2 separate regions of the Mus musculus genome follow, and region 2 is linked to region 1. The links are chromatin contacts, called in public Hi-C maps. All regions are on one chromosome and are shown on one strand. Each heading gives the region's core, a stretch centred on a gene start, on an enhancer-like site or on the middle of the called end of the contact. The rest is flanking DNA. Distances are from core to core; before and after follow the strand shown.

The links. Hi-C and Micro-C count contacts between places; a contact is called where the count stands out from the background.
Region 2: a contact with region 1 is called in a Hi-C map of B cells, with 5 read pairs. The contact joins the promoter of Fitm2 here to the promoter of Snhg17 in region 1.

The regions. Positions count from the first base shown.
Region 1 is chr2:158,359,504-158,363,030 of GRCm38.p6, reverse strand. It overlaps Snhg17 (small nucleolar RNA host gene 17), which reads left to right and starts at 1,509. Exons shown (of 6, transcript NR_027887.1): 1 at 1,509-1,626; 2 at 1,961-2,088; 3 at 2,432-2,567. LOC115489589 (a small nucleolar RNA gene) reads left to right here and starts at 3,102; the gene lies at 3,102-3,233. RefSeq lists a cis regulatory region at 1,301-1,577.
Region 2 is chr2:163,471,338-163,474,480 of GRCm38.p6, reverse strand. It overlaps Fitm2 (fat storage-inducing transmembrane protein 2), which reads left to right and starts at 1,852. Exons shown (of 2, transcript NM_173397.4): 1 at 1,852-2,078. The coding sequence starts at 1,906. It overlaps 2310001K24Rik (RIKEN cDNA 2310001K24 gene), which reads right to left and starts at 1,936. Exons shown (of 1, transcript NR_028122.1): 1 at 1,478-1,936.

The DNA.
Region 1 (3,527 bases), core at 260-2,759:
ACACAATATCTTGTTACAGTATTAAATTCATAAAAATACATCTACCTTTTGCCTTAATTTCTTAAAAAAAGATTTATTTATTTAATGGATAGGAGTACACTGTAGTTGTCTTCAGACACACCAGAAGAGGGCATCAGATCTCACTGTAGAAGGTTGTAAGCCACCATGTGGTTGCTGGGAATTGAACTCAAGACCTCTGGATGAGTGGTCAGTGCTCTTAACCGCTGAGCCATCTCACCAGCCCTAAAAAATATATATATATATATTTAATATATATTTAATATATATTTATATATATATTTAATATATATTATATATATATATATTAAATATACTTATTTAATATATTTAATATATAATACATATTTAATATATAATATATATTTAATATATATTTTAATAATATATATATATATTTTTTAATGGTTTTTTGAGACAGGGTTTCTCTGTATAGCTCTGGCTGTCCTGAAACTCACTTTGTAGACCAGGCTGGCCTCAAACTCAGAAATCTGCCTTCCTCTGCCTTCTAAGTGCTGGGATTAAAGGTGTGCGCCACCACGCCTGGCTTCCTTCCTTCCTTCCTTCCTTCCTTCCTTCCTTCCTTCCTTCCTTCCTTCCTTTCTTTCTTTCTTTCTTTCTTTCTTTCTTTCTTTCTTTCTTTTAATGCTATGCCTGCGAGTGTTTTGCCTGAAATACTATGTGTACCACTTTTACAGGCAGTGTTTACAATGTACAGAAGAGGGCGTCATATCCCCTAGAACTGGAGTTACAGACAAACATTAGGCTCTCTGTATGAGTACTGGGAATTGAACTCAGGTCCTCTGCAATTGCTTTAAGTCACTGAGCCATCTCTCCAGCCCAGACTATCTTTTGTCTTTAAGTCACCCTTAGAGGCGGAAGAGATGGCTGGCTCAGAGGTCATTTGGACTCTTTCAGTGGAGTTCCTTCTTCAGCCCCAAGGGCAGAGCTGCTGTACATAGGGCCAAGAGCCACATTTGGCCTAGGATCCAAGCAGAGTTTGGGAGTATGAAGACTTGGAAACACGTGAGCTCCTTCTCAAACATCTGTCTCTCATCTGTTACTTGGATCAGGACTTTTCTGGTTAAGGGAATCGTCCCATCGGCCTTATGATTTTTAGGTAGACTTTTAGCAAAGCATTCATTCTTTGCTCTCATCCCTTCCACATGCCAGTCTCAAGCCACTACTGACCTCGTGTGGTGGTGTTTAAAGTCATCATTTGTTCCTTTGTGACACCACTGAGCCATGTGCTGTGGAATCAGTAGTTTGTAAGAGAGGTCTGCTTCAGAACAAACAGAAAAAATACGGCAAACGAGAGACAGTTTCCTCCTAAAACGTATCATTGTTTAAAAAAAAAAAAAAATTAACTTAATATGTTCAAACAGTTGTTAGTCTCCTCTCCTCGTGGGGGCGCTGGAGGGCCCGCCGCTCGGAGATGCTGCTCTAGGCTGCAGCGTGCTTTGTCATTTGTTCTTCCGCCAGCGCCCATCGTGAAGACCACAGTTTCCTGTCGCGTGGATGTGTTTCCTCTCTGGCCATTGCCATCCGCCCAAATCTACAGACATCCCGCATGTTCCCGGGCTCGTCTCCCCAATACAGGGCACCAAGGTGAGTGCAAGGTGCATGGGCAGCGCCGTTTCCTCCATCAAGGAAACCGGGCTGCGGGCCGTCGGTGGGCGGCTGGTCTGCTGGGTCTAGAGGAGGGAGGGCCTCAAGCCGCGTGCTTTTCACCGTCTGAGTATCTGAAGCCTCAAAGCCATGTCTGTCGCCTACAAAAAGTGGGTCGGTGTTTACGACCTGTGTCCCATGTTTTTAGCATCCTACCAAGGCGAATCCATTGACCAGGATTTAAGTTGAGACTCCCCCAGGACCCCGGGTGCAGCATCTGGGTCCCCCTGCCCCGCCCTGCCTTGCGCCGCAGCCGCTTCCGTTGTCCTGCCAGGCTGTAGACTGCGCAGCCCTCCTGGAGACAGATGGAAGCTCCTTGGGTCGACAGATTACAGCTTCTGGAACCCCCTACTCCCTTCAACTCCGAGATGGACACCCACTGTCCAGGGAGAGGATGCCTGGGTAAGTGCTCTGCTATTCGGGAGCAACTTGAAGCCCGGGTGCCTGTAATTGGCCTTCCCATGGGTACCAGCAGAGGGGTGGTGTGGAGTTCTGATTACTACTTTTGAGGAGGTCGACAAAGCCACTGTGCAGAGAGAAGCTCGGTGAGGGCTCGAAATAACCAAGGGCAAGATTCTGGGGACAGTTCTGTTCCATGTTGCATAGTGGGGATTACAGAGGAAAGGGGGGGGTGTCTATGCTCCGTGGTTTGCTACCTGGCAGCTTTTGTGTTTGGGATTCTGGGTGCTTTCCCAGGTAACTGGGTGCTGTTCATGTGGCTCACCTGGGCTTATTGTATTTGCAGAAATAACAGCTGGGATCTACAGTGGCCAAAGAGTTGTCTCCGTCTTGCTACATCGACAAACTGGTGCTCCTGAGTGAGGATTGTGCCCTGGGATGGGGGATTCAGTTTCTTCATTTATAGTTGGAAGTGGGTGAAGGTGAGGTGAGGCTGGGTTCTTTGAGGTGTGCCTGCTTGTTGCTGTACCCACTTGGGATCTGTGTCTTGTGTGTCCTGTGTTCCCACTGTCGCTTCTGTACCCTTCTGCTTTACTCTGGTGGGTGGAGAGCAGAATGGAAAGGAGCCAGAAGATTTTGGGGGTCATATGCACCATCCAGATTTCAGCCACTGCTCTCTGCTGGCTTCCGGGCCTTGTCTGGTTCTTGATTTCCTCATCTGAAAAATGGGACTACCTCTGTGACATAAGAGTCCTGTCACCTCAGTTCTGCCAGCTGGGCAGGTTGCATTGATCTAAGACAGCAAGTGCTGAGCCTACTGCAGGTCTCGTGGCCAGTGCTTATTAGAACTGTCACCTCCTCCCGGCCAGTCTTCCGAGCTCTCCTTAAGGAACAGCTGTTGCTCAGTTAGGAGCAGCCTCTTTCCTTTGTTGGCTGTCTGGCTGTTGCCTATCTGTCCATCTCTTTCCAGTTTAACCATTACCCAGCTCTTGGCCATAGTCTTCCTTGCCCTCTGCCCCTGTATTCGAAAGTGATTGTGGGCTGCCTGTGCCCTGGTCATTGATACTGCAGGGAGAGGATTTGGAAAGCCTTTCCCCGTGTTTGGAGGATCCACACTCGTCCTTGCCAAACCCTGGTGCTTTCCCACATTGCCCGCTGCCTGCCGTTCTGGCACTTCTGGGAAGCAAAGGTAGGGAGCTCAGACGGTGGCTGCTTCCTTCAGATCCTTTCTCAGCCTCCACACCCAGTTGTCACTTCTTCAGGACACTTGAGACCGTGTAGAAAATGTCCTGTTGCTTGACTTCTAGAATGCATCTTGCTGTGTTCTGTTAGTCAAGAGGCAGGGTTCTGACTGAACAAATGAACGATCAAGGGGCAGTCACTTTCTGTAAGGCATTGTCGTGTGTCAACTGGGTAAACAGCCTGACAGGGAGGCCCAGGAG
Region 2 (3,143 bases), core at 603-3,102, 5.1 Mb before region 1:
ACATTCCCAGCAAACAGTGGTTTGCTGATAAATGTGTAATATAATGAGCTCTCCTGGAGAAAATATATCAGTATATACATATATACATTTATTAAGAACTTTCTAAAATAAAAACCTCTCAGCATAAAGAGTGGTGTACATGAAAATGAAACACACAACACTTTTTTTCTTTTTTTAGAAGATTGGTCTCATGTATCTCAGGCTTGCCCTGAACTCACTGTGTGGCTGAGCCTTTACCTCTGGTGTGTTGAGATTACAGTCAGGTACTACCACACAGAGTTTATGCAGTGCGAGGCATTGAACCCAGGACTTCGTGCACACTAGTCAAGCATCCTACCAACTGAACTACAGTCCCAGCTCCCATGGCACTCCTCACTGTAAATATAACTCGCCGATGCTTACAATGTTATTGATTTTACTGGACATTTGTCTCCACGGTTCACCTGTGATTTCAGTTCAACCACACATTGACAAATGGAGTCACAGCTCAACGAAGACAGGTGATGACAGAACACAGGCCTGATTTGTAGCACTTGCCAATTTCCTTAGTGCAAATACTTCTATTGTGGCTGATTTCAAGCTTCCTGTGTGATATCACAGAAGGGAGAAGAGAGCACAGAGGTGTTCCCGGGAGGCACAATGGATACAGGTAGGCTCAGGCATAGATAAACCAGATGTGATGGGACATGCTTGTAATCCCAGCACCCAAGAGGGAGGCTGAGACAGGAAGACAACACAGGTTCAAAACCAGCCCTCTCTATAAAGTGAGTTCCAGGCCAGCCAGGGTCACGTAAGAGATCCTGTTTCAAAATAGACAAACAAGAACATAAATAATAATAGAACATAGTAAAATAATTAGAAAGTGATGGGTTTGAGTTTTCACCTTGATTTTAAAGTGCTAATCTATAAACTACAGTCACTAAGGAATAACTCATGGTTGGGAAGCCCTGACTTTGACACCTAACATTACGGGCTAGGAGCTTAGCTAAGGGACAAAACTGAGTGACTGAGTCACCAGTACCTCATGTGAGCTCTGCAAACCTTGGGAGCCCAAGATGTTCAGTCAACAACACAGTTGATTCATCCTTTTTTTTTTCAGCTGATTCATTCTTACATTTATTTACTTATCTATTTATCTGTATTTATTTATTTATTTAGTGTGTGTGTGTGTGTGAGAGAGAGAGAAAGAGAGAGAGAGAGAGCAACTTATGGGAGTTGCCTTCCACAATGTGGAGAGAGCAACTTATGGGAGTTGCCTTCCACAATGTGGATCCCAAGGACTGAATCCAGGTTATTTGGTTTGGCAACAAGTGCCCTTACTTGTCTCAAAACCCGAAGTGGCACATGACTTTAATCTCAGTACTCTGGAGGTCAAGTTTAGGGGATCTCTGAGTTCGAGGCCACCCTGGTTATACAGAATGAGTTCCAAGTCAGCCAGGTCTACTTGGAGAAACCCAGTCTGAAAACAAAACAAGTAAATAAGATTTAAATTTATTAATGACTTTGCAAAGAAATTTCATCTGAAAAACCCTATAACTGACCCAATATACGGAACTCCCAAACTAGCTCTTAAGAAAGGTGGGTCTCTTGTTTGTTTTGCAGATAAAGAAAGCGAGAATCCCATCCCACAAACATGAGGGGAGCAGGTTGCCCAGGCAAAGAGCAGCCTGCAGTGATCTCAGCCAGTAGCTTGGGGGCGATGAGTGGAAGCGGCGCAGGTAAATGCAGACCTGCACTCTGCAGAGACCCATCAAGGCCACTAGAGGGAGACACGCCCTCTAGGGGGCGGAGCTTGCAGGAAGCGCGCATGCGCCCAGAGGGGATGTGGTGGTGCCAGCTCGGGCGAAGGGTAAGACGGTGGCCGAGAAGGCTCTGGAAGGCGGACGGTAGCCGAGAAGGACCGGCATGGAGCACCTGGAGCGCTGCGCGTGGTTTCTCCGCGGGACGCTGGTGAGGGCGACGGTGCGGCGCCACCTGCCCTGGGCGCTGGTGGCCGCCATGCTGGCGGGCTCGGTCGTCAAGGAGCTGTCCCCGCTGCCCGAGAGCTACCTCAGCAACAAGCGCAACGTCCTCAACGTGTGAGTGCATCGGGCTCCGGGCCCCCGCGCCCCAAGAAGCCAGTTGGATGCTGGGGCAGGCGAGTCATCGGGAGGGAGCCCTGTCTTGACAGGCGCGTCCGCGCGCGTGTCGCGACACTGGGACCCTGGGAAAGCAAGTGACATTCGCGCCTAGTATGTGAGCATTCCGATAGGAGGATCGAGTCGGTGACGGGTGGGTTATAAGTGACAGTGGGTACATTGGAGCGGCTATTCCCCCGCCCCCAGAGTTAGGCGCTTGCCCCTGTCCTGTTCAGGGAGATGTCACCTTCCTCTTGCCGGCTAGTCAGACACCCCTCTCTTAACCACTGTGGCAAAAATCCCACCGTTGACTTAAAGAACCACCTCTAGACCCACCCACCACCCCAAGAGCTTTTGCCATCCCTGCCCCATGTTAGTAGAAGCAAGCGTGAAACCTTTCACTCTGGTGACCTTTCTCCTGGATCTCCTTGGACTTTCTCAGTACTCTAAAGTGCATGGCAGTCACCCAGGAAAACAACCCCAGCCGATCTCGTTGGGACATCTCTCAAACTCCACTTATTTCTTTCCTAGTCCTTTAGAAACACTTACATCGTAAGTTTATTGCACAACACTCCGTTGGAGCTAGACAGGGAGTTTGGAAGATGAAATTGCTCCATCCATGTGAGCTTAATGCTTCAGACTAGTGAGTGTCTCCAGCTTGTGGACAATCTGCCTCTCTTGTTAATCTACTTCAAACCCGGTTTTCTCTTTTGGGCAACTGAGTCAGGTTTCTGACAGACCTTGGTTTTAACGAGGCTTTCCTTGTCAAGCCTGTGAAGGTTTTAGTAATGGGCCCTTTGGTGGCGTCTGAGAAACTACTGGAACCTAGGGAAGAAGAGCCCTGTCCTTGGCCCACCTTCATCCTTCCCCACTCGTAGTGGCTGGTCTAAGAATAGAGTGTAAGGGTGGTAGTTGTTCCAGATCTCTTTGGTGGGTGTTTTCTGCCCAGATCTCCAGGTCAGCCACCTTTCATGAGCTCAGAGGAGGCAGACATGGCAGATGTTGCTGTATCTGGCCTAATGAACC